Regions from separate parts of the Mus musculus genome. Here all the other regions are linked to region 4. A link is a contact called in public Hi-C and HiChIP or PLAC-seq data. All regions are on one chromosome and are shown on one strand. Each heading gives the region's core, a stretch centred on a gene start, on an enhancer-like site or on the middle of the called end of the contact. The rest is flanking DNA. Distances are from core to core; before and after follow the strand shown.

Region 1 (4,976 bases), core at 469-2,968, 180 kb before region 4:
AGAAACAGAAGATAGGATAATGATGATGATGATGATGATAATAATAATAATAATAATAATAATAATAATAAAAACATCTTGGTGGTACACCTTTAATCCCAGCACTCAGAGGCAGAAGCAGAGGCAGGTAGATCTCTGAGTACAAAGTTAGCCTGATCTACATAGTGTTAATCCAGACCCAGCTAGAGTTACACAATGAGATGCTGTCTCAAAAATAAAGGCTATTCACCATGCCCCTTCTACCGCGGCCTCAGATCCCGCAGGCTTGCTACCCTGACCCAGCTGTGCTCCTTGCCCACTCTCAGCTGGCATCTTTGTCAGGGAACTATGCTAAGGAATGGCAGAAATGCTCACCCACGCTGAGGTGGGACTGCCCTCGGGCTCAATGCAGAGGACCAGTGTGGAGCCACCTGCTGTATCACCCCGCCTTCCAGGAAGAAGGCAGCTGCTGGAGAACCCAGGGGTGAGAGGCAGGCTACGTGGGGAGTGACCTCGGTGGCCTGACAATAAACCTGCCGGACTTTGGACCTGAATCTAGCACTTGTTGGCTGAGCTTGTCCGAGATCTCAGTTCCTAGTGGCACTGGGAGAGCATGTCTTTGTCACCACCCTGCCTGGTGTTGTTCACAGGCTTCTATTTCATCTCTTGTTTACCCCTCTAGGGGCTTGGCTCTGACCATCTGACCCCCACAAGAGAAGGCTGGCTGAGAACTCAGGCTCTCAGACCCTCTTGATCTGAAAGAATGGAAGCAGTATAGAGACCCTACCTCTACCTGATGGCACATGGCGCCTCTGAGGTCATACTAGCCAAGCCACTTACTACACAATCTAGGAAAATTGGACCAGCTCTTTGGAGTCTCCACTCCCTTGTCTATAAAGTGGGCATTGTTACCTCACGGCCCCCACTAGGTGTTTCAAGGGTGACTAGGATAATACATATAGAGTGTCCCTCTCCCCGGTTCCTCAAATACGTACATATGTACACACACACACAGCAAAGATCTGTGAGTTCAAGCCTTGGCTGAGCACCAGTCAAGTGAGAGGTTTGGAACAAAGATGGGCGCTATGCTCTCAGCACACTCCAGACCAATGGGTTAGGGGACTTTCTATCCCCAGGTTTCTGGGAGCAGAACACTGGGACCCATAGTCTTTGTCCCACACTACACCTCACTGCCCATCTCTGAAGAAGGCCATGCGGAAGCCTGTAGGAGCAGAGGACACCGGGCAGGGATCCCCAACCCCATGCAGTTTGAAAATACAGGTGGACAGAGGTCTAGCATTGAACCAGAGCTTAGGGTGTTCCCTGCTTCCCTCGGACTCTGCCAGCACTGCTAGGGGCAGGCAGGGCCATGGGGACCAAGGCTGGAATGAAAGTCAGGCCCTCATTGAAATAGTTCTCTGCCTACTCCCAGACTTTGCCTCTCTCTGCTGGACCAGCTGGGAGCTAGCTGCACAGCGGCGCTCTCAGAACCAACGTCCCCTCTCCCGGCTGCTGTTTCGGCATCTCTCAAGTAACCCTGCCCAGCCCTGTCCAGTGTCACTTGAGAGTGTGTGCATGACAGTCCTTGGTGAACAAAAACATAAACACCAGCTCTGGAGAAGCAATCCACACACAGGAGTGGGTGTTTCCTCCTAGGACTGTGGAAGGGAGAAGGGCTGAGTGAGCTGCCCTGGGGCGAGGTATCCTGCCCAGAGGTCCCGAGAGAACACAGACTGCAACTCCACACAGAGGCCACGGAGGGCACTGCAAGGCCGGCCCTCCAGGCAGGCCTTGCCCCACAGCCTGGAAACCACTTGGAGACAAAGCCTGCAGCGTTGGTGTCCACCACAAGGGGCAGGAGCTGGTTGGGAAGGTAATGCCACAGTGGTAACCTGGCCCCTGTTCCCGTTCCAGGACTGAAGCAGGGTGCTAAAAATGGGGTGCAAGACAGGGGTCTCACAGTAAGGGCATGGAGGCCTCCCTTATGGCGGCTACAGACTAGCCGACCGCTCCTGCAGGGACAAAAAAGGCCATGCAGTCTGGCTACCTTTCCTCGTGGGCTCTCTCCATGCAAATATGTACTGCCTGTCTCTGTAAGCCAGTGCTGAGCAATTCTGAAAGATCCAAGCCTTGTCCTTCTTAGCCACCATGTGGGCTGACTTCACACTCCAGAGGAGCAGCCAGAATGTTCGTGTTCACCCTGCTCCACAGGACAGAGCTCACGTATATACTATAAACCTAGGCAAAAGTCCATGCCTTAGGGCATAGGCCTTACACAGGAACCTAAGTCTGATAACTCAGATTTTTGCCTCTCTGCTAGACCAGCAAGGGGCTGACCGCAGAAGCCTGGGTTCCTAGAAATTACTCCTCTCTCCAGACTGCTGCTTCTGCGTCTCTGAGGTGGGAAGCAACCCTGCCCAGCATCTGTCACAGTGTGGTTTTGCTAAGTGGACATATTGTCAGGCTTCTTTCTAAATAGTGACACATATAGACCAGTGCTCCCTGTAATCTTGGTCAGAGACGCATAACTGGTCAAAGAGACTGAACTGATGACTGAGTGAGTCCTCGGTTCTAAATGGGACAGCTATGTGACCTCCATCCCACCCTCAAGGCTGAGACACCATCTCAGATGAGGCAGAAAGAATTGAAGGCCCCAGGTGTGGGGAGGAGCACTGTGGGTGGGGAGGAGCACTGTGAGTGTGGAGGAGCACTGTGGGTGGGGAGGAGCACTGTGAGTGTGGAGGAGCACTGTGGGTGGGGAGGAGCACTGTGAGTGTGGAGGAGCACTGTGAGTGTAGAGGAGTACTGTGGGTGGGGAGGAGCACTGTGGGCACTGTCCTCTGGACATGCCACGATCAATACACTCGGGAACCCACAGCAGCTATGGCCACCGGCAGAAGACCAGGCCAACACAGTCAGGAGTCACCACTCAACAGAAAGTAACAACTGGCTTCAGTGGGCTGCCAAAGCAATACAGAAGCCAGAGCGGATGTGAGGGTGGGAGGAAGATGTGTCGGGGATGTCTCAGGGTTGTTAGAAGGGGTCTTGGGGGTGGATATGACCAAGATATATTACTCACACATAAGAACTTGTCAGTGAAGAAAAGACAATTCTACTTTTAAGAGATAATTAGATTAATCCTAACTTTTAAAAGTAGAAAAATGGAGATAATGAATGAAGGGCCAGAGGGTGTTTGACTTTAATTTGAGATGGTGTGTAGACCATGGGAACTGGCAATATGGAAGCTGGGTTGGAGAACTCTAGGGAGGCAGATGAAGCAGGGCAACGGTGATGATGAAGAAATCCCAGAGTACTCACTGACAGCAGAGAACTGAGCTTCGTGCTCCCCTGATCACCAACAGTAGAGAACTGAGCTCTGTGCTCCCCTGATCACTGACAGCAGGGAACTGAGTTCCACGCTCCCCTGACCATATGAGGACTAGGAAGACCAAGAAGAGAGCAAAGGACTTATTTCACAGAATCAAGGAAAAATGGCTATTTCAAATAGGTACATGACCAATGTGCAAAATGGGTCATAGATAAAACCAGGCGTGACAAGATATGTCTTTAAGACCAGCAGCTGGGTGGTGGAGACAGGAGGATCAGAAGTTCCAGAGGATCCTTGGCTATAGAGTGAGTTCTAGTTCTGCCTGGACAGTGAGACCCTGCAAAAACCAAAACCCAAAACGAACAAATTAGCAAACAGGAATCAGAGTTGAGCAAAGGTCCTGTGGCGACCAAGAGCTCAATGGAAGCTCAGGAAGAGCCGTCTCAGCTGAGAGCAGAAGCAGGCAAGATCGCTGGAGCCTTTCCTAGCTCCCATGCTGTGACTCTGCCCTTCATCGGCCAAATACAAGACCCCAGCCTCACGGAGCAGCTTCTGCCTGCTGGATTCTGCCTGCTGGAGACCAGCCTATCCCAGGTCCCGCTGACTGACTCAGACACCACGCGGAGCAGTGCGCCATGGTCATGTGGGCTTGTCACAGAAGCTTGGCAAATGCCTGCCCGGATAACCAAGGGATTATGTTTGGCGGTTCACAGTTTCATTTTAAAAATGTAGAAACTAGCATTAAAATGTACCTCGTGTTACTTCATCTTCTAAAATACATTTTCTCTCTATTTGCCTGACTTTCATGGCATTATGATCGTTTTGGCATGAGACTCGTCTTATATACATGAAATATGAGTGCCCCCCCCAAGGCATTTTAGGGGCTTTGAGACAAATGTTTGAGAGTGTCATGTCTACACAGTCATGCTGTTCATCTTTGTACAGTCCCACACTGTGTCTTAGGGGGAGGTGTGTGCTAGGGAAAGACAAGACGGGAAAGAAAGAGGGACCCTTGCTGCCAGCCTACATGGCAAATAACCTGGTGGCCAGGGACAGAGGTGGTGAGGAAAGTCAGGACAAAGAGAATATGACACAGAGAGACATCCTGAGACAGAGGGATATAGCACACAAACGTCACACACACACACACACACACACACACACACACACACAGTTTAAAATTTTTTAAAAATTAAATGACAAACATTCAAACCTACTATCCAACTCTTGTAGTTATCAATTATTCCTGGGGATCATTGGCAAATGATCCCCAGATCCCTGGGATGCCCAAACCTGCAAATCCCACTAAATCCTGCTCTTTCCCACACACACCTATGATGAAGTTTAATTTATAAGGTAGGCCCTGGAAAAGACTAACAACAGCGAAACTGAATAATTGGGAAACTTATGAACTGTTTGTCAATTAATTTGATCAGTTAATTCTCCAGTTTTCCATTTAATATTTTTTGGTGGTAACCTAAACTGCAAAAATTAAAATTGTTTTTAAAGAAGGGTTGCTACAAGCTGGGCAGTGGTGGCGCACGCCTTTAATCCCAGCACTTGGGAGGCAGTGGCAGGCTGATTTCTGAGTTTGAGGCCACCCTGGTCTACAGAGTGAGTTCCAGGACAGCCAGGACTACACAGAGAAACCCTGTCTCGAAAAACAAAC
Region 2 (4,832 bases), core at 633-3,132, 230 kb before region 4:
CCCAGCTTCCCGGACTTGGCCAGGGTTGACCTGCTGTCCTGCAGTCCATCTATCTTCCTCCAGTAGAAGAATTACCCAGTCATGTGTTGGACCTCTCCGGTCTCTAGACCACAGGCAACAGTGTACTTAAGTGCTTTTGTTAACTTGGCACAAGCTAGGATCACCTGAAAAGAAGGAACCTCAACTGAGAAAATGTCTCTGTAAGATTGGCCTGTGACCCGTAGGTGAGTATAGCCGGCATTTTCTTGATTAAGGATTGATAGCGGAGGGTACAGCCCACTGTGGGTGGTACCATCCCTAGGCAGATGGTCTGTAAGAAAGCAAGCTGAGCAAGCCAGTAAGCAGCATTCCTTCATCTATCATCTCTGCTTTCCGCTCCTGCCTCCAGTCTGACTTTCCGCCATGATGAATGTATACTGAGATTAACTGTTTCCTCCCCAAGGTCCAGCAACAGAAAGCAAATGAAGACACAGAGGGGAGAATTAACAGGTGAAGCTGTAGAGTGGCTCTGCCATCAAGCTGTTCTGGGTGGCTGACTAAGTCACATGACCCTGAGATCTGCCCATTCCCGGCTGGGCCATGACACACAAGGCTCCTCTGACTTCCAGCTCTGTGTAAAGCAGGACAGGTGCTCATGTGGAACCTCCTCTCTCCCCCTCTCTCATGCTCAGCTCTTCCTGATCGTTTTATGCTCTTCACAATGTCCTTGCCTCTTTTATACACACGGCCTGGTGCCCTGTGCCTGGCTGGCAGCAAGGGACTTGTGTCAGTAAGCATTCACAGGCAGATATTTTAACATTTTCAAGTGCTGTCATTAAAATAGCACAGGCACTGCCAGCTCCTCGTGGCAGGGTTCTTTCTGCCTATGACCTCACTGCATTTCCGCACCTATTCAGTGAAGGCAGAGAGGTGCCCTCCTGCCTACTACACAGGGGAAATAACAGAAGACTCTAGAAGGAAAAAAAACAAAAAACAAAAAACCCAGACTCAAGGTCTTGTTAGTCAGGTGACAGCAGCGTGATAGGAACTAAAACCCCAGAAACCAGCAACTGAGGGAGGGGGAGCCCCATCTCTGAGCTTCTGCTACTTGCATCATGTAGCATCTCCCTCCATTCATTCGGTACACATATGACATGTAGACATCCCCATCCTCTCTCTCTCTCTCTCTCTCTCTCTCTCTCTCTCTCTCTCTCTCTCTCTCCCTCTCTCTCCCCTCCCTCCCTCCCTCTCTCCTTTCATAGAAGCTCAGAAGGCTGACAAATGGAATGCCGATGCTAGTCTATGAGATTACCCAATGCTTCATCCCCATGTTCCCACCATGACCCTGGGAACTCTGAATTAAAAAAAAAAAAAATCCCCAAGTTCAAAAGAAGGTGGAGAAGAGGCAGGGTGGTTGGGGGTGGGGCAAGGAAGGATTATTTTGCATTCATGATCCCCCTCCTCCCACAGCATTCTCAGGCAGGACTGTGAAAGGGCAGCATCAGAACCCACCAGACGTGAATTTTCCAGCCCACCGAGTGTAAAAAGGAGGATTGGAATACGAAATAGGTTGGTCACAGCCAGGGCATTCTCAGAACAAAAGGGGCAGCCCCCTCTTCTGCCTGGGTTTTCTCTCCCATTCTCCAGCTCAGACCAATCTAAGAGGGGAACTTACGAGACGCCAACAGCTGCTAGGGAGCCTAAGGGGACACTGTCAGCAGGGTCTCTCAGGTCTCCTCCCATGTTGAAGCCAGCCATGACTCCTGAAAGACACCCAGACAAGAGATGAAGTGAGGCAGGGTACTCTGTCAATCAAAGAGCTCTCCCCAGGGTGGTCCCTTCTTCTCCTCCAGGCTCTTTCCTAGAAGCTGTCATTTGAAGGACTGCAGGCTGGCCGCCTGTCTATCTCCCTAGGCAACTGGGGAGGCATCTACAGGGATGTGAAAGGGACCTTTGTGGATTGTGCGCTGAGGAGGAAACCCCTCCCTGCTACAAAAGCATCTTATCACTCCATGAAAGTGTTAAGGATGAGGGAGGTGTGATCAGAGCCACACAAAGGTCCTGATGGGGCATTCTGAGCTCTGCCTGCTTGCTTAGCTGGGACAGTGCCCAAGTGGCTCAGCGGGAATCAAAGGGCCTGCAGAGTTCTTCAGCAACTAATTCACAGAGGGTTCAAGCACTTCTGGGGTTAGGTATCATCCAGCAGCCAGGACCAGGTGCCATGTTCAGAGCTACAAATGACAAAAATCTGAGGTGAACACTCTGGCAAATCTTTTCCGTATTACCTCAAGTCCCAAGAACCCCAGTGGAAGCATTGGAAAGGTAAAGGCACTTGGATCTCTGTGAGTCTGAAGCCAGCCTAGTCTACACGGCAAGTTCCAGGACAGCCAAAGAGTCAGAGTGAAAGGAAGCCTGCCTCAAGAAACTACCCATCCCCTACCCTCCCAAAAGATAATGAAAATTAATTCATCCATCCTGGTGAGGGACCAATAGCATGGCTGAGGAGAAGGGAGATGCTTTCTCTCTAGACACACTCAATAGAACAAAGTGTTCTGAAGTAGAGTAAGAGTCTAGCCCATAAGTATGCTCAATCAACTCGGTGTGATGGAGAACGTGGCCATGAAACTCTGACACAGCAGGGACACATGGTTTCATGTGGAGCATCATAGTGGTTTGAATAAAAATGACCCTCACAGGCCTCCATAGGCCCATAGAGAGTGCCACTATTAAAAGGTATGGCCTTCTTAAAAGTAGGCATGGCCTTGTTGAAGGAAGTGTGCCACTGTGAGGGTGGGCTTTGAGGTCTCAGAAGTTCAAGCCCAGGCTCAGTGGCTCATAGTTCTCTTTCTGCTGCCTGTGGATCAAGATGAAGAACTCTCATCTCCTCCAGCACCATGTCTACCTGCATCCTGCCATGCTTTCTGCCATGATGATAATGGACTGAACCTCTGAACTGTAAAGCAGCCCCAATGAAATGTTTTTCTTTATAAGAGTTGCCTTGGTCATGGTGTCTGTTCACAGCAGTAACTAAGACAGAAGTGTCCCTGAAGGAGATTTTAGTGGACTCAGGGATGTCATGGGTTTGATACCACTACTATTGACTTACATTCAGCCTACAGGGCTGGGTAAGAGCTTCATGCGAATTTTATTTTTGTTTAACCCTTAAAACAACCACATCCGAAAAGTGGAATGACTTTCTCATTCTATAGAAAAGTTCCTAAAGAAGTTGGTTGAAGCAGCCTAAAGGCTCACATCCAGTAAACTGCAGAGCCAGGCTTTACCCAGGGGATGCCGAGTCGAGGGGAAGTTTGAAGCCAGAAAGTCACAGGGTTCTACTTCAAAAGAACCCTGAATGCCGGGCCAAGACTTGGATCTGCATACATTTTCGTCCTAGTGATTCTGCCAAGGGTACTGTGCTGGACAGTCTATACTGCCATCCTGGCACAACCTGAAGTCACCTGGTAAGAGCCACCTCGACTGAAGAATTGTCTCAATCAGATTGGCCTGAGGACACGTCTGTGAGGAATGATCTTGATTGGTGACTGATGTGAAAGGGCCCAGCCCACTGTGGGCGGCACCATCCCTATACCCAGTGGGCCTAGCTTATGACAAAGCTAACAAGCAAGCCAGTAAGCAGCATTCCTCCATGGTCTCTGATTTAGTTTCTCCCTCCAGGTTCCTGTCTTGAGTTCCTTCAGTGATGGACTGTTACTGGGAAATATAAGTCAAATGGACTGGATAGTTTTATGTCAGCTTGACATGAGCTCTAGTGATCCAAGAGGAAGGAACCTCAAGTAAGAAAATGCCTCCATAAGATCAAGTTGTAGGCAAGGTCATGGTGCATTTTCCTAATTAGTGATTGATGAGGTAGGGTCCAGCCCATTGTGGGCGGGGGCACCCTAATGAGCAAGCCATAGGGAGCAAGCCAGTAAGCAGTACTCCTTCATGGCCTCTGCATCAGCTCCTGCCTCAGCTTCCTGTCCTGTTTGAGTTCCTGTCCTGACTTCCTTTGATGATGAACAGTGATGTGCAAGTGTAAGCCAACTAGACCCTTTCCTCCTCAGCTTGCTTTTTGGCCATGGTGTCCATCACAGCAAAGACACCAAATGAACCAGCCCTATCCTACTCTGATTTTCTTTTGGTCAAAAGGTTTTATCACAGCAACAGAAAAGCAAACTAGAACAGGTATGAATAAAGACATAACCAACGATGTTTATAAGTACTTGTTTGGAATAGCAAAAATTACAAACCATTTCATGTCTGAAACTAGTAGATGATGGTATATATGCCTGTCAGTAAGAGGATGGTGGTGTCTGTCAGTAAGAGAGGATGGTGGTGTGCCTGTCAGTTAGTACCAAGCCTCAGAGACAGTGTGGGCTGTGCTGTGACACAAAAAGGTAGCTGAAGCCATTGTTTAAAGAGACTCAGCAGAAACAGAACATATGGCATATTGCCCTTGCTAGCTGAGGTGGGAAGGGGAAAGGAGAAGAAGAGGGATAGAGACACAGAAAGAGGGTGGGGAAGGACCTCAGTCCATCAAGTACTTGCCACACATAGAGTAGGACCTGAGTTTGAGCCCCCAGCACCCAGACAAACAGGGAACGGTAGCATACACCTATAATCCCAGCCCTGGGGTCCGTGCCTAGCCAGTCTAGCTGAGTTGACAAGCTCCAGGTTCAAGGAAACCTGGTCTCAGAAAGAAAACAAGATGGTGAACGACAGAGGAGAAGACACATCTGGCCTTCACATACATGACCCCCCACACACACACTAACACACATGACTACATACTCAAGAGGAGCTAGGGAAGGCGACAAATGTTATATTATTTCTGCAGGACTGAAGAACAGATT
Region 3 (4,507 bases), core at 701-3,200, 150 kb before region 4:
TAAACTGTTAACACCTCCCCCAATTCTTCAGTCATGGTGTTTTATCACAGCGACAGAAACCTAAGACAAGCCCTCAAATGGAAACCTATTACTAAAATGACCAAAAGCTTGTGCGATACTAGAATAACATAACAAAGTCGGTAGCCGCTCATACTGGGACTTGCTTTTGCATGGGCTGAGTAATTAATCTAAGTTTGGGCATCAGTAAAGTCCCTGGTACCCTAAAACCATGCGGCAACAATTAAGGACCCTCAGCAGAACAGGAGAGAGGAAGGTGCAGTCCCGTGCAGTGTCTGCAGCAGGCGAGCACACGTGGCCAGAGCAGGCTCTAGAAGCTGCATTTGATCAACTGTGTTGAGTCTTCACTGGGAACCAGAAGGTGAGAGCGCCTGGCACTTCTGCCTTCACCTGAGTCTGACTTTCTTACTGAGGGGTCACTTGTTCCCCCTTGCAGGTGTGTTAATCACTCAAGGAGTGTCTAACCCGTGTTCTTCCAAGGATGAAGGCACAGAAGTAACTAATTGTCCTAAATCTCTAACCACCTTGAATTCAAGCAACAGTAGCTCTTCACAGGGCTTCAGATGAAGGGGATAACCCATGGTGCTGAGGATACACCCTGGAGTGTGAGTGATTATCTTAGAGCCAGACTGCTCTGAGGATTTTCTTTCTCTGTTTAAACCTAAAAGTCAGATCATTGTTTCCAAAGATGGCCTTGGAGTCATTAGACCCTGAGATCCTTGTCTCCCAAGTGTATCCGACTGACTAAATAACTTCTGCTTCTCACCGTTGTCTCTTTAACCGGAGCAGGTAGCCAAGACTCGAATTGCTGGAGCCTGAAATTTTGCCCCTCCCCCCAACTCTAGGTTTATAAATGCAAAGATAAGTGCATTATTTATAAATGCAAAGAGAAGGCAGAAAAAAGAAGCAAGAAGCAGGAGAAAAATCTAAGACCTGTACAGGGCCTGTTTCTGTGATGACTGAAAAGTCACACCAGTGACCTCAGGCGAAGCTAGACAACAGTGCTTAAAACAAAAGAGCCCAAAGGTTGTTCCTTCTCCCTAGCCCACACTAATAGACCATGAAAGGGCCTTCAAGTGAGTCCTGCTCACTAGAGGCAGTGAAGGACAGGGGAGAGATGGAGGGAGGAAGGACAGGGGAGGGGAGGGAGAGGAAGGGACGGAAAAGGAATGGAGGGAGGAAGCACAGGACAGGGGAGGGATGGAGGGAGGACGGGCAGGAAGGGATGGAGTTTGGATATTGGGAGGTCAGGGAGGAGGAACTAGCTGGAGTGTTTCATAGCACCAGGAGTGACTACTGTCTGCAAAGATTTGTTACACATGCTCAGAGAGAGGAGCTTAAAGGTTTCCAGCACAAAGAATAACTTGTGTTTGACATGGATGTGCTAACCACCTCTATATGATCATCCATCGTGTATCTAAATAGTATCGCATTGCACCTCATACATATGTACATGTTTTATGTTAAAGATTTTTAAATTTGGGGCCAGCAGTTAACAGCTGCACAAACCTGATGGCCTGGGTTTGATGCCTGGATCCACAACGTAAGGAGAAACTTGTTTCCTGTAAGTTGTCTTTTGACCTTCATGTGTACCATGGCATGTGCCTCCCCCTTCTCTCTGTCTGTCTCTCTGTCTCTGTCCATCTGTCTTTCTCACACACACACACACAAATATAATAAAACTTAATTTTGAAAGCTATAGGAGAGAAGGGAAGGGAAAAGGAAGAGGGGGAGAAAGGAGTGAGAAAGGTAAGGAGGAGGGAGGGAGAGATGGGAGCGTGGGAGGGAAGGGAGGAGGAGAAGGTCTCAAGAAATAACTAGGGAGTCAATTAGACTGGCGATGCAGAAGGCCCTGTGAGACTCTGGTCAGCCCTGACTGCTGGTTCTCCGCTCTGCTGACGTCTGTTTAGTCATTACTGATTCTTCCGTCTTTCACAAACCACAAACGCAGGAGGGCCTCAAAGCCAGTGACTGACGGAGCTCAGAGCAAGGACTCTGCCACCCGAGACTGTCCTTGACCTACATTACCCAGGGTCAGGTGACCCCAAGATTGTTGACTAGGATCCCAGTCTCTCAAAATGCAGGACACAGCCCAACTTCCTGTCTCTGCTTGTGTGAGCCTCCTGTCAGGGCCTGTCATGGGTCTGTTATTATTATTATTATTATAATTATTATTATTATTAGAGTCAGTAATAGCAGTAGCCCTCAGCAGTGGGAAGAGTTAATAGCTCTGCTTCATTCCTCACAGCCCTGGGAGACAGTGCCTTAGGAGACAGGCCGGATGGTGCTGCCTAAAGCTAAGAAAATGCCTGGCTGCCCTAAGTCTTCCAGCTGGGGCACCAATGGGTGCCCAGACTGTGGGATGTGTACTTTACCATATACCATACTTGCTTAAAGGCAATGTGTTCTCTCCTTCCCTAAATTTAGATCCTAATGCTCTGGGTCTCACTGTGTCCATCTGGTCTACCCTGTGAATGCGTGTGTGACTGTGATTCAAGTCTGAAGGCTGTGGGAAGCCTCCTGACCTCCCACTCTAGCATATCAGCCTGAAGAGTGCTTTATGTCTATTGTAGGTCACTTTTTACCCTGAGAAAGGAAACAGAACATCTATAAAATGTCTGGGTGACCGAGCCAGGACTGTGTGTTTCAGGATGTTGGTGTGAGGAACCTTCCAGGGTATTGCTGGGGTTCTGTTTGTTTGTTTTTAAGCAAAGTGATCAAAGACTATCACTAAAGTTTATTCACCAAAGAGTGGGTAGGAACTACCTGGATTTGACCACCATTGCAATTCCAGTGTTCTTAGGGAGAAAGACCTCTTAAAACCTAGTGAAAGCAAAGATAGACAGACAAACAGCAAAAGAGACAGATGATAGAATAGAGACCCTTAGCATAAAATGACTGTAAGTACCACAAATCCCCCAGGTGACTTTTCAGACTCTGTGGGAGTGATACACTGTCTCCCAGGCACCCCACAGAAGCACCAGCATCTGCACCTAGTCCAGCCTCACACACACACACACACACACACACACACACAGTGCCATTGTTCAGGAGGGTGTGGTCCAGACCCCTCAACCAGCACAGCAGCTGCCTGCTTGGGTATTATAAGGGGCACAGCAGCCATCTGCAACAGAAGCAGACCCACAGCAGGGGGGTGGAGGGGAGCGCAATGTCAGCTCTCAACTCCCTAGTGATTCCTCCCCGTGTCTGGAGGGGGACAGAAAAGGATGAGAAAGGAGGCTAGGATGAGAAGTGTCCATGTTAAACCAGTTCCGGGCTGTTTTCAAAGTGTCAGGGGGTGCTCTGATCTCAGCTGTTGGTAACTGCCTTTAGAACATAGTTGTCCTCAGCTTAGGACCGTCAAGTCCAGAAATAGAATTTCACTCAGTGGTTCACACAGACGTGCAGGCTGAGGAAGGGGAAGTGGCCGAGGATGGGGTCCTCGTGCAGGGTACACTGGGAAGCAGAGATGCCGGCTGAGCGGAAGGAACCCAGTGAGGAGCAAGTTCTGCCCTTCCAGTTTGTCTTTCTGTTGCTGTCCATGACTAAAAGCAGCTTGGGGAAGAAAGGGTGTGTCTCAGCTTATAGCTTACAATCCATCATCCGGCAGGAACTGAAGCAAAGGTCACAGAGGGACATTGTTTTCTGGCTTGTTTTCTCTGGCTTATTCAACTACCTTTCATTTATAGCCCAGACCCAACTGCCTAGAGATGAACAGCACACACAGTGAGCTGGGCCCTCCCACGCCAATTAGGAATTAAGAAAATGCTGCCTTACAGACACAGGCCTGTGTGATTTGGGTGATTTTTCACTTGAAGACCCCTCTTCCCAGGCGACTCTGTTCTGTACCCAATGCTGAGATAACCATGGTTTTCAGTTGAGAGAACAGTTCTTCTCTGTGAAACAGACTGTCCCACCATAAGCATGGAAGTACTCTCCTTCCTGCATCAGTGAGCTGAGTAAGACAACAACTCTGCCAGAGGCAGCCACAAGAATGCAGGCCCAAGACCCTTTTGCTCCTACAGCTACCGAGAGGCCAAATCTTTTAAGTTCAGACTCCATTTTAGAGAACCTGACTTTTAAGTTTGAACTCAAGTAAACTAACTGGCTGGTAGCTAGCACGAGTTTCCAAGTTGCTCCCCAACAAAACCCAAGCCTAACTCCAGTCTCTAGGCTAATTGCCAACAAGACCACCATCTCCAGGTTATTACCCCAACAGATCTGCACCCCCAGGCCTAACAACCACCAATGCAGAGGGGAGCAGAAGTTGAGTTTATGTTATGACTCCCAGCACCAGCCAATTATGTTAAAGGCCACAGCAGCTTTCCAATTAGACACTTACACACTTACACACCCCCCCTTGCTGCTTACTATAAAGCCTTGCCCCAATAAAAAAAGCTACCCCCACCCCCACCAAAACCATCCTGTGCTAGAGGGCCTGAGCTAGATCCAATAAAATAAAGACCCTGCTGTGAGTTGCAACAGATCA
Region 4 (4,911 bases), core at 321-2,820:
AAAGAGTACACCCGGAACTGTGAATGGAAAAGGATCTCCCGCCAACCCGAAGTATAGAACTAGACAAATGGAGCCTTCAAAGACCAGACTAGAATGCACCAACTCTTGACCCGGACAATTACAATCTATGTCCTGCAACCTAGGCTGAAATACGGCACCAGCTCTTCTGGTGGTACCATATAAGCTAGGCAGTGAAGAAGAACACCGCCAGGCCACGTTAATTCCTATTCCACCGTCTTCCAGGACGGTGTTCATCCACCCTCCGGTAACAGACAATACTCCAAATCTGCTAAAATTCTCAACTCCGTGGCCTCAAGAATGCCCAGAAGCCAGGCGGTTTCTCAAGGTCTCTTTCAAAGATTTTTCAGTTCACTAGTGCGGCACTAAAATGTCTCAAACCAATCTACAGGCTAAGTGACTAAATTCTCAATGACCCCCAACCAAGCGGGGACCCACACTTACCGGATGTCATCTACTGAAGAGCCCAAACAGGTTCCGAACTAGGCCACTCTGGCCCATCTGGAATAACTCTTTAGACCTTGGGCCAGCATTTGATAATTATGCTACATCTGTCTATTCTATTATGCATTCTCTGCTTCTTTTCCAATATTTAGCACTCCTCTGGCTTCAAACGCTCTTCCTTCTATCCGTAGAAACTACTCTAGCCTTCTTCCCCTTGCCTTGGAAACGCTTCGGTTCTTTCCATAATGAAACACCTAACGTATCTGCACAATGAACACCCTCAGAATCCTCAAGACTGCTCCACAGCCACCCCCGGCATTCCTCCACCTATCCGGCATCTTCCCCTCCGGCCCCTTTCTCCCCTTTCGCACTCCTACTCGGCTTCCTGCAAGCAATCCCCTTTTCACCAGCCCCTGCCCTTCCCTGCAGCCAACGAGCACACCGAGGCAGCAGCGGCGACCGAGGCCTGCGGTGCAGAAAGCACTGCACCAAGACGGCGGAGAACCCCAGGGTCTGGCCGGCCTCGTCGCCCACAGCCTGGCACCCCGAGGCCTCCCCGCGTGCATCCCACCTTCCTACCCGACACCGGCCGCAGGCCTCGGAGGCCGCCCGCTCTCTCGCCTCCGCCGCCCCCGTCATTCTCCGTTCTCCAAGCCCCGACCCACCATCCTCGCGTCCCCAGCCCCGCGCTCCCCGCGGCCTGCGCCCGCCGCCTCCCGGGCCGCCCCCCGGCCGGCCGGCCCGCCGCTCCTGCGGGTCACACCGTCGTCGCCGCGCTCCCCCCCCCCCGACCGCGCGCCGCCCCCTCCCCTCCCCCGCCCTCCCGGGCCCAGGCCTGCCAGGCCGAGCGTTTACCGCGGGGCTGGCGCCGAGGCGCGCGGTCACTGACTGCAGGCGGCGGCGGCTCCGACCTTCCCACGGGCCCGACGAGGAGGGCGAGGGGGAGGGGAGAGAACTTTTGCTGTGGCAGCTCCGGCGACAGCTCCCACCCCTGCGCCTTTCTCCTCTTCCTCCCCCTCCTCCTCCTCCTCCTCTTCCTCCTTCTCTTCCTCCTCCCAGAGCAGTCGAGAGGCAGACATGGCGCGGCTAGAGCGTCGCCGCGGTCGCCGCCGCTGCCGGCGCGGTGCATTATGGGAAGCATCGCACACAGGAAGCGCTCCGGGCCGCCGGCCCTCGCTTGGCGCGGAGACCTGGCTGCGAGACCAAGCGTGGCTTTGATTCTGGCGCCTGCGTGTCAGCAGCGCGGCGTGGCCGGGAAAGCTGGGCCCCGCTCTGGGGGTCCCCCTGATGGGCCTGAGAGGAAAACGCTTTGAAATTGATGGGAGCTGGGAAAGCCACTGAGAGGGACGTCCTCCCCTTGAGGCTGGGTGCGTGCCTGGCACCCCGAGAAGTGAAAAATGGGGATTAAATAGCGGCCCAGGCCCTGGGAAGTGGAAGGGGCGGGAACGTCGATGAAGGGTTTAGCCAGGATTTCTTGGATCTTTCTTTTATTCTCTTACCTAGCCTCTCCTCTTTTTCCGGAAGATGCTACCCTGCACCCTTGAAACTAGAAAACCTGGTTGGAGTCTGCAAACCGCGATGCAGGATGTGGGCACCGAGAAAAAGCAAGAGATCCCAGTCAGGACTTCGTTGGCCCAAACCACGGTCTGCATGTCAGCAAAGACTTGGTTATAATCTCTGCATACCTAAGATTGCTTAGTTGAGCCATCTTTTGGCAGCCCTTCGACGACCTTCACTAAATCCTGGTTTCTTAGGAGCGCCCTCATTTAACACCAAGGCCCTTTAGTTGCCTATACAAAGGGAGGGCTTACAGTTAATGACCTTTGTGCCCACACAGTAGTACAAGGTCAGCTAACTTAATGTGCCCAGTGAATGTCGATCGGGTTATTGGGAACTTCCTGAGAGATGGAGCACCTTCGTTAGGATTTCTGTTTCACAATCTCAAGGCTTTATTTTAGCACCTCTCTGCAATACTTAAACATAACCTTTGAGGTGAGAGGGAAAGGACATTAAAATATCTACATAACCATTTCTGGAATTCTCTCCTTGTCCACACCCACCTCCCCACCCCTTGAATGTTCATTTGAATAGGCTTTTTGGCCAAACTCCAAACTCCCGCATTATGCACTTGTGATGACACTGAATTAGATTACTGTCTGCAAGGTTAATATTCCCTCAGGCGTTAACCTTAGTAAACCGCGACGCCTTTTGAAGTAGCTGAGGCTCAGAAGTTCAGCTGAATTCAAACACAGTTAACTAAGAAAAGCAGGGATGAGCCCACAGCCTCACAATAAACTCTACTTGAACCTTCTCCACTAAAAAAATATAAATTTTAATAAGATGACAGTGCATATTCTGAATGCTAATTGTAACAAAACCGTGATACAAGCTAGAGCAAGGGACAGTTAGCTGGAGGACAGCCTTCTGGCAACTTCTAGCAACTGCAGTGACATCAAATTCAGATGTATTTTTAAAAAGGGAAGAGAAGAAAAAAAAAACCCTCTGGCAGCCAAGAAGCTAACTTTTAGGTTTAAGCTGTGGTAAAGCTAATAACTAGAAAGAGCTAAAAGCCTAGGGTCACACCCAGTGGACTAAGATGAATAGGGTTGCCACTAGGAATACATCTCTTTGTTTCTGAAGAGAATTAAGACAAGGAAGAAACAACCATCTAAAATGGGCAGAGTGGAGAAGACTACTGACCATGCCTTCAAAGTAAGAGTGATTGAAGGCTCTTGAAATTCTTGCTGGTCCATTTTTTTTATCCAGACTGCTGCTGCTTACCTTCCAATACCAGTCTTGGCCACGCAGCTTGCTTCCTTTCCATCTTAAATTTCTTCCACTCACCCACTTTAAAACAATGAGAGACAGCCATAAGGTAGTGACGTTAATCCCAGCACTCAGGAGGCAGAGGCAGGGGTATCACTTGAGTTAGAGTCCAGCCTGGTCTACAGAGCAAGTTCCAGGACAGCCAGGGCTTCACAGAGAAACCCTGTCTGAGATGGCTCAGCATTTCAAAGCACTTGCTGCTCTTTCAGAGGGCCCAAGTTTCCAGAGCACCTGCACACACATGGCAGATAATATGCACAAGCACACACCATGAATAAAAATAACTCTTTAAAACAAATGAAGGATCAGCAAGGGGGTTCAGCAGGTGACCGCACTTGCTTCACAAGATAGCAACCTGAGCTCAACTCACACTAAAAGTAGATGGAGAGAATCAATTCCACAAAGTTGTTCTCTTTTTTTTTTTTAAAGATTTATTTATTATTATGTCTAAGTTCACTGTAGCTGTCTTCAGATGCACCAGAAGAGGGCATCAGATTTCATTACAGATGGTTGTGAGCCACCATGTGGTTGCTGGGATTTGAACTCAGGACCTTCGGAAGAGCAGTAGGTTCTCTTAACCACTGAGCCATCTCTCCAGCCCCAAAGTTGTCCTCTTAACATCCACAGGGGCACCCCTAATGATAAATTTTTAAAATGACTGTACACTTATACGAAGTTACAAATACAGGGCAAAACAACTCCTTTATCTCTTCACCCAGCTTCTCCCAATGGTGTGATATAAAACTATGGAGAGCCATCAACAGCAGCAGATTGGCAGGAGCCTGTTACGTAGTGCCCACAAAACCGGGCAGTATCTGTGACCTTTGAACCCATGTGCATCCTCCAGGGGTTTGGTTTGGTTTGGTTTGGTTTTTGGTTTTTCAAGACAGGGTTTCTCTATGTGGCCCTGGCTGTCCTGGAACTCACTTTGTAGACCAGGCTGGCCTCGAACTCAGAAATCAGCCTGCCTCTGCCTCCCGAGTGCTGGGATTAAGGGCATGTGCCACCACACCCGGCATGTGCATCCTCATGTGTGTTTAGAGTTTACCTCCATCCTATGTAGGAGCACAGGTCTGTCCCCACAGTGAGGACAGAACCACTCCTTACCAGTTTGTGGTAGTGCACATCTTTAATCCCAGCATTTAGGAAGTAAAGGCAAGTGGACATACATGAGTTTGAGGAGAGTCTGGTCTACAAAGCAAGCTCTAGGAAAGGACAGCCAGAGCCACATAGAGAAGCCCTGTCTTGAAACAACACCACCACCACCCCCCAAGCAACCACTCTGATCACAAAAGAACCCCCTCATACCACCTGTCTGTATCTGAATGTTCCCCTACAGCTCATGTGCTGACTTAGTACTCGATGCAATGGTGTTCAGAGGTGGGGCCTTTGTGAGGTGATTAGATCCTGGGGGCGCTAACCCTAGCAAGGGATTGCTAAAGCATCATAGTTTATCATATCACTGAGAAATAGAGTAGGAAACAAACCCTGGTTGAACAAAACAGGCTGTGTGCCCTTGAAGGATGTGTTTGTTTGTTTGTTTGTTTGTTTTTTAAAGATTTATATATCTAAGTACACTGTAGTTGTCTTCAGATGCACCAGAAGAGGGTGTCAGATCTCATT
Region 5 (4,743 bases), core at 867-3,366, 200 kb before region 4:
TCATGGTCCCTAGCGAAAACATAACACTATTATTCTGCTAAAACAATAACAACAACATAGCAATAAAATGACACCTTGCTATATCCACAGATCAGAGCATCGCTCCATCCAATCAGAGAAGCCTCTTCCTACAGTAGATGAGAGCCAACGACAAGAAGATCCACAACTGGACACCATCCAGAGAGTGAGAGGCTCTGGAACACTGTGTCCTAAATGGGATATCTTTATCAAACGCCTCCGTCCAAGGTTAGGAGTTCTATGAAGAAGAGGATGTGGGCAGATTGTAAGAGCCAGAGGTGGTGATGACTCCAGAGAAACATCATTTTTTCAGACCCCACAGGATGCACACGTAAACTTACAGAGACCGAGCCACTTTAACCACGAAGGACACTAGTGTGCAGGACAGAAGCAGAATATTTAGAAGACGCAAGAGTCAAACGAAGAGAAACCCCAGATACTGCCAAGGCCATATATGATGGATTCCCCCTGCCCAGGACAATTAGAGGTGTCCAGTAAGAGTGTTTTGAGCTGGATGTGGTGGGGCTTGCCGGGGACCTCAAACTGAGGCAGGTGCTTGAAGAGTTCGAGGCTGGCTTCAGAGTAAGAGGTGGCCTCAAAGAAAATCCTAAAAAGGATAGACCATATCCAGTGTGTACAGCTAATGGGCCTGCAGAGAAGAAAGAGGAGATAGGACAGGTTTGAAAGAGGCCCCAGGGAACTCTGGGCAGTGAGCTGGGAGCAGCCCTCAACCTGCACTCTAGCCTCATCCCTGGTAACTTTGGTCGTTCGAGGAGGGGTTGTGGAGGAGTGAATGAGGTCTCCAAGTCTGAGACTCCACCCAGAGAGAAAACATGAAGAGAGGGCTGGACATTCAGCAGGGGCCAGAAGGGAAACGTGAAATGGGGCTGGGCCTGCAGGGTCCACCCAGATTACCCAAGGAAAGCAGCCTGGAGCCTCCTCTGTCCCTGGGGAAGGCCTCCACCCTGAGCGGGACAGGCTGCCAGGAAGCAGTAACACCCCCACCAACCCCCCCCCACACACACACACACATACACACACACACATACACACATTCTCGCATCCAAGGGGATGAAGGGCCAGAGGAGGAGGGGTAGATGCTCTGCTCTGATGGGGGAGTGACTAAGTGTCCAGCAACTGAACCCTTGCCACCTCTACACTCTGAAAGAGCAGCCTGGTTCCTCTGAGCTGAGCATTCTTCCTTGTGGAAGGGAAGCTGAACGTTTCCTATTGCAAGATGGCTTCTAACAGCCAAATTGTGCCTTCTATGACCAATGGCCTCTGTTTTTAAAAGTACTTGGGGGCTGGAGAGATGGCTCAGTACTGACTGCTCTTCCAGAGGTTCTGAGTTCAATTCCCAGCAACCACATGTTGGCTCACCACCATGCGTAATGAGATCTGACTCCCTCTTCTGGGGTGTCTGAAGACAGCTACAGTATATTTATGTATAATAATAAATAACCCTTTGGGCCAGAGTGAGCAGGGTTGATTGGAGCCAGCAGAGGTCCTAAAAATACAATTTCCCAACAACCACATGAAGGCTCACAACCATCTGTACAGCTACACTGCATTCGTATACATAAAATAAATAAATAAATCTTTAAAAAAAAAATGCCAGAAATGAGGACAAAGCCTGACTTGGGCTCTAAGAAGAAAGCGTCACCTTAAGGAGAGGAAAGCAGTAGCTACTGGGGCAGCCAAGCTTGTGCCAGATCCCATGTGGAGTGCTGTCCCAGCTGGACATTTAAGCTGTCAACAGCCTGGCACATTTTCTCAGTGAGGTAGGAATCCCAGAGAGAGGGGCCCAGGGCAGATTCTAACACTGTGCTGGCTTCACAACTATCCCAAGGATGCAGGGAGACCTGGCAGGGAGCCAGGAGCTCCAGGGGCAACTAGGGCCCTGCTTTGGGGACTAGAGAGGTCCCACCCACTGTGGCCCCAGATTCCCCCACCCACCCCCCACCCCCAGAGGCCTGGCCTGTGTAACTCTCAGCCTGAAGGATTCCCTGAGAAAGGAAAAGCTGGCCTCTTATCTCCTGGGGTAAAGGAATGTGCTCTCCTGCCAGGACAAGGGGCTGCTGGACAGGAAGTCTCCACCCTAGCTGTGGGTTCCTCCCAGTCACCACTTGCTCCTTCTGGCTGTCCCTGCCTCTGGCATCCACTTCCCATGCTTAAACTTCTGACCTGACCTCCCCAACAGAATTCTAAGCCATTTTACCCCTCACCCCACCCCAAGCCTCCTCCAATTAGCTACCCACTCTCAGCTCCATGCCACTGGGGAATTCTGACCCAGAAGTCCATCCCCTGCCCCACTTCTATGTGGCTATGCTCCCTAGGCAGATGGCTGAGGATGCCAAGTGGCCTTGTAGTGCACAGGACCATCTCAGAGATACACTCCTGCTGTGCAGCAGGCTGACACACTGAAACACACAGCTCCTGCCTCGCAAGTCTCCAAGCCAATCCCAACCAGGAAACAAATCAGAAAGCCTCCCTAGAATCCCATGGCATGGAGCTGGGTATGCACATCAGTGGTAAAGCGTGTGTTCAACATGAACAAGGCCCTGGGTTCAATTCCCAGCAACACAGAAAACAGACAACAGTGACAGAGTGAATCTCATGGATGACAGCGCAGCATCACAGAACCTGAGAACGGTCCAGGGACTCTACCCTGACACCCATTTTATAGATGGAGATGCTGAGGCCCAGGAAAAGTGAGTCCTATATCACAAGATTGGCAGCTGGTCAGGTAAGGGCAGGACCCAGGGAATCTAAGCCTCCACTCAACAAGCCCTATGTGTCCTCACAGGCCCCGTAGCAGCAATCATATGTATTGTTATTGTGGGGCTATTTGACTATTTTTCCATTATGTACCAGATAGCTATTTTTCTGGTATGGCTATACTGTCTCACCACATGATACATGCAAAAACATAAAATATTCTTAAGAGTAACATTTGGGATCAAGCCAAGTGTTCACAACCGGAGAAGGCATAAACAAAATGTAGTGTACTTGGGGAATGGAATATCATTCAGCCATGAAAAGGGATGAAGTGGTGGCTAGAAAGCAAGCGTAGCTGGTAACCTACTTGCCTGGCAAACAAGGGGACCTGAGTTCAACACTCCAGAATCCAGATTTTAATAGGCAGAGAGCCAAAGAATTTACTCAGAGGGCAGGAAAACTTATCCTACAGTCATGAGAACAAAATTCCTCCGGCATCCCTGTCACAAGTTGGGTTTCCCTGCAGATAGATGCCTAGAACCTCAGCAATGAGGGTGAGGAGACAGGAGGGTTATAGAGGCTTGCTGGCTTCCAGCCTAGCTGAGAAAATATAAGTTCTGGTGCCAGCAGAGGCCAAGAGAGGGCATCAGATCTCCTGCATCTGGAACTACAGTTGCTCCTGAGTGCTGGGAACCAAACCCAGGTCCAACACAGAGCGGCCAGTGCTTCTAACCACCGAGTCATCCGTCAGCCCCACTAATCACATATGCTTAAAAGTGGGGTGTGGGGACACACGCTTATAATCCTGCCACTGGGGAAACAGAGATGAGCAAACAGATCCCTGGGGCTCCTTGGCCAGTCTTACCTACTTGGTGAGTTCCAGGCCAGTGAGAAACCCTGTCTCGAAAGCACCGTGGACAACACCTGAGGAACAGCAGCTAAGATTGTCCTCTGGCCTCTGCATACACGGACTCATGCATGGATGGACACAGACAGACAGACACACACACACTCACTCACACCATACACAAAGGGATGAAACACTGGACATACTACAACTTAGGTGGTCTTTAAAAACATCACTCCAAGTGAAAGGACAAGTGTCCTAAGAGTCCATTCCTGTGTAACATCCAGCCTGACAAACTCAGAGCCAGACACGGCAGAACAGTTCCTCAGGGCCCGGGGACTCGTTTTCTATTTGAGGTGAGGGAACCTTCAGGAGCCGATGGTGGTGACTGCTGTATATAGTGATGACTGTGGCTAACCCCACTGAATCGCTTACCTAAATATGGTTTAAACATCAACTCACACCTTAGAGATATTTTATCACAATAAAAAAGAAAACCAAAAGAACCCATTTCTTTGCACATGCCCCCTCAGAGATCACAGCCCACAGCCTTGATTTAGACCCAGCTCCCGCCTGCTTTACACATATAGAAATAGGGAATAAAAGCACTTCTTGGTTGAGGCCAGTGGGAAATCAGCTATGAAGCAATAACCTCCCAGACATGGCTATTCCCAGAACAGGGCTGGCTAGAGCCCAGGAGGGAAAGATCAGTGCTAGGCTTGCTGTTATCTATCTGTCCAGTGCAGATACGGACAGAGCCCTGTGTGTTCTTGAGTTTAGGTGGAAGCCTGGGCTCCCTTTGCTGACACCGGGGGGGGGTGGGGGGGGGCTTGGTGTGTCAGCAGTGGAGAGGCAGGCAAGGAGGCTATCAGAAGCAGAGGTTTGGGTGTCTCAGTGTCAGGTGTTCTAAGGAGTCAGGCAAGGAGGCTATCAGAAGCAGAGGTTTGGGTGTCTCAGTGTCAGGTGTTCTAAGGAGTCATACTTGGCCCACATGTTCCCACTTCCAAGACTCTTCTGGTCACCAGGACTTGAGGACTGGGAACAACATTTAACAGTGGTCCCCACAAGCCAGAACTAGCCTTGGGGTAATATGCTATCAACCTAGGTGGCCCTGTGACAGTGGCAGCATGCTGGCTCTACTGCTCTAATCTGTTCCCATG

Evidence for each region. Hi-C and Micro-C count contacts between places; a contact is called where the count stands out from the background. HiChIP or PLAC-seq counts read pairs in DNA pulled down with a chosen protein or histone mark.
Region 1: a Hi-C map of cerebral cortex shows a contact between it and region 4, with 2.4 times the contacts expected there. The contact joins the enhancer-like site here to the promoter of Zfp148 in region 4. A contact is called at or near these places in 4 of 39 promoter capture datasets (the 3T3-L1 cell line, hippocampal neurons, macrophages and 1 more), 10 of 484 Hi-C or Micro-C datasets (the HL-1 cell line, cerebral cortex, cumulus cells and 6 more), 6 of 115 datasets of contacts at active chromatin or transcription factors (embryonic basal ganglia, embryonic forebrain, embryonic midbrain and 2 more) and 3 of 9 other capture datasets (adipose tissue, liver and pancreatic islet).
Region 2: a contact with region 4 is called in an H3K4me3 HiChIP or PLAC-seq map of embryonic forebrain, with 4 times the contacts expected there. The contact joins the enhancer-like site here to the promoter of Zfp148 in region 4. A contact is called at or near these places in 4 of 39 promoter capture datasets (the 3T3-L1 cell line, hippocampal neurons, pre-B cells and 1 more), 6 of 115 datasets of contacts at active chromatin or transcription factors (embryonic forebrain, embryonic hindbrain, embryonic midbrain and 3 more) and 1 of 9 other capture datasets (adipose tissue).
Region 3: a contact with region 4 is called in an H3K27ac HiChIP or PLAC-seq map of the HPC-7 cell line, with 9 times the contacts expected there. The contact joins the enhancer-like site here to the promoter of Zfp148 in region 4. A contact is called at or near these places in 10 of 39 promoter capture datasets (the 3T3-L1 cell line, the HPC-7 cell line, HPC-7-derived erythroid cells and 6 more), 5 of 115 datasets of contacts at active chromatin or transcription factors (the HPC-7 cell line, embryonic stem cells, neural tube and 1 more) and 2 of 9 other capture datasets (adipose tissue and pancreatic islet).
Region 5: a contact with region 4 is called in an H3K4me3 HiChIP or PLAC-seq map of forebrain, with 5 times the contacts expected there. The contact joins the enhancer-like site here to the promoter of Zfp148 in region 4. A contact is called at or near these places in 5 of 39 promoter capture datasets (the 3T3-L1 cell line, hippocampal neurons, macrophages and 2 more), 3 of 484 Hi-C or Micro-C datasets (double positive thymocytes, nephron progenitors and uterus), 10 of 115 datasets of contacts at active chromatin or transcription factors (bone marrow-derived macrophages, embryonic basal ganglia, embryonic forebrain and 6 more) and 2 of 9 other capture datasets (adipose tissue and pancreatic islet).

Annotation. Positions count from the first base shown.
Region 1 is chr16:33,557,248-33,562,223 of GRCm38.p6, reverse strand. The region is part of intron 4 of Slc12a8 (solute carrier family 12 (potassium/chloride transporters), member 8); the gene reads right to left. Among named protein-coding and RNA genes, the nearest start is that of Slc12a8, 42 kb to the right of the region's middle. Within about 2 kb of position 1,718, at least 194 of the 459 cell types and tissues checked have an H3K27ac peak or open chromatin away from gene starts, as enhancers often do. A contact at or near this core is called in adipose tissue, cerebral cortex, embryonic basal ganglia and 5 more, where this site is marked.
Region 2 is chr16:33,603,076-33,607,907 of GRCm38.p6, reverse strand. Slc12a8 (solute carrier family 12 (potassium/chloride transporters), member 8) reads right to left here. Exons shown (of 13, transcript NM_134251.3): 6 at 1,655-1,742. Among named protein-coding and RNA genes, the nearest start is that of Heg1, 79 kb to the left of the region's middle. Within about 2 kb of position 1,882, at least 73 of the 459 cell types and tissues checked have an H3K27ac peak or open chromatin away from gene starts, as enhancers often do. A contact at or near this core is called in embryonic forebrain, where this site is marked.
Region 3 is chr16:33,528,829-33,533,335 of GRCm38.p6, reverse strand. All of the region lies in intron 1 of Slc12a8 (solute carrier family 12 (potassium/chloride transporters), member 8), which reads right to left. Among named protein-coding and RNA genes, the nearest start is that of Slc12a8, 13 kb to the right of the region's middle. Within about 2 kb of position 1,950, at least 18 of the 459 cell types and tissues checked have an H3K27ac peak or open chromatin away from gene starts, as enhancers often do. A contact at or near this core is called in the HPC-7 cell line, where this site is marked.
Region 4 is chr16:33,377,434-33,382,344 of GRCm38.p6, reverse strand. Zfp148 (zinc finger protein 148) reads right to left here and starts at 1,570. Exons shown (of 9, transcript NM_011749.4): 1 at 1,318-1,570. It overlaps 1700007L15Rik (RIKEN cDNA 1700007L15 gene), which reads left to right and starts at 1,609. Exons shown (of 2, transcript NR_045709.1): 1 at 1,609-1,829; 2 at 1,966-2,491.
Region 5 is chr16:33,578,189-33,582,931 of GRCm38.p6, reverse strand. All of the region lies in intron 4 of Slc12a8 (solute carrier family 12 (potassium/chloride transporters), member 8), which reads right to left. Among named protein-coding and RNA genes, the nearest start is that of Slc12a8, 62 kb to the right of the region's middle. Within about 2 kb of position 2,116, at least 94 of the 459 cell types and tissues checked have an H3K27ac peak or open chromatin away from gene starts, as enhancers often do. A contact at or near this core is called in adipose tissue, extraembryonic endoderm stem cells, forebrain and 1 more, where this site is marked.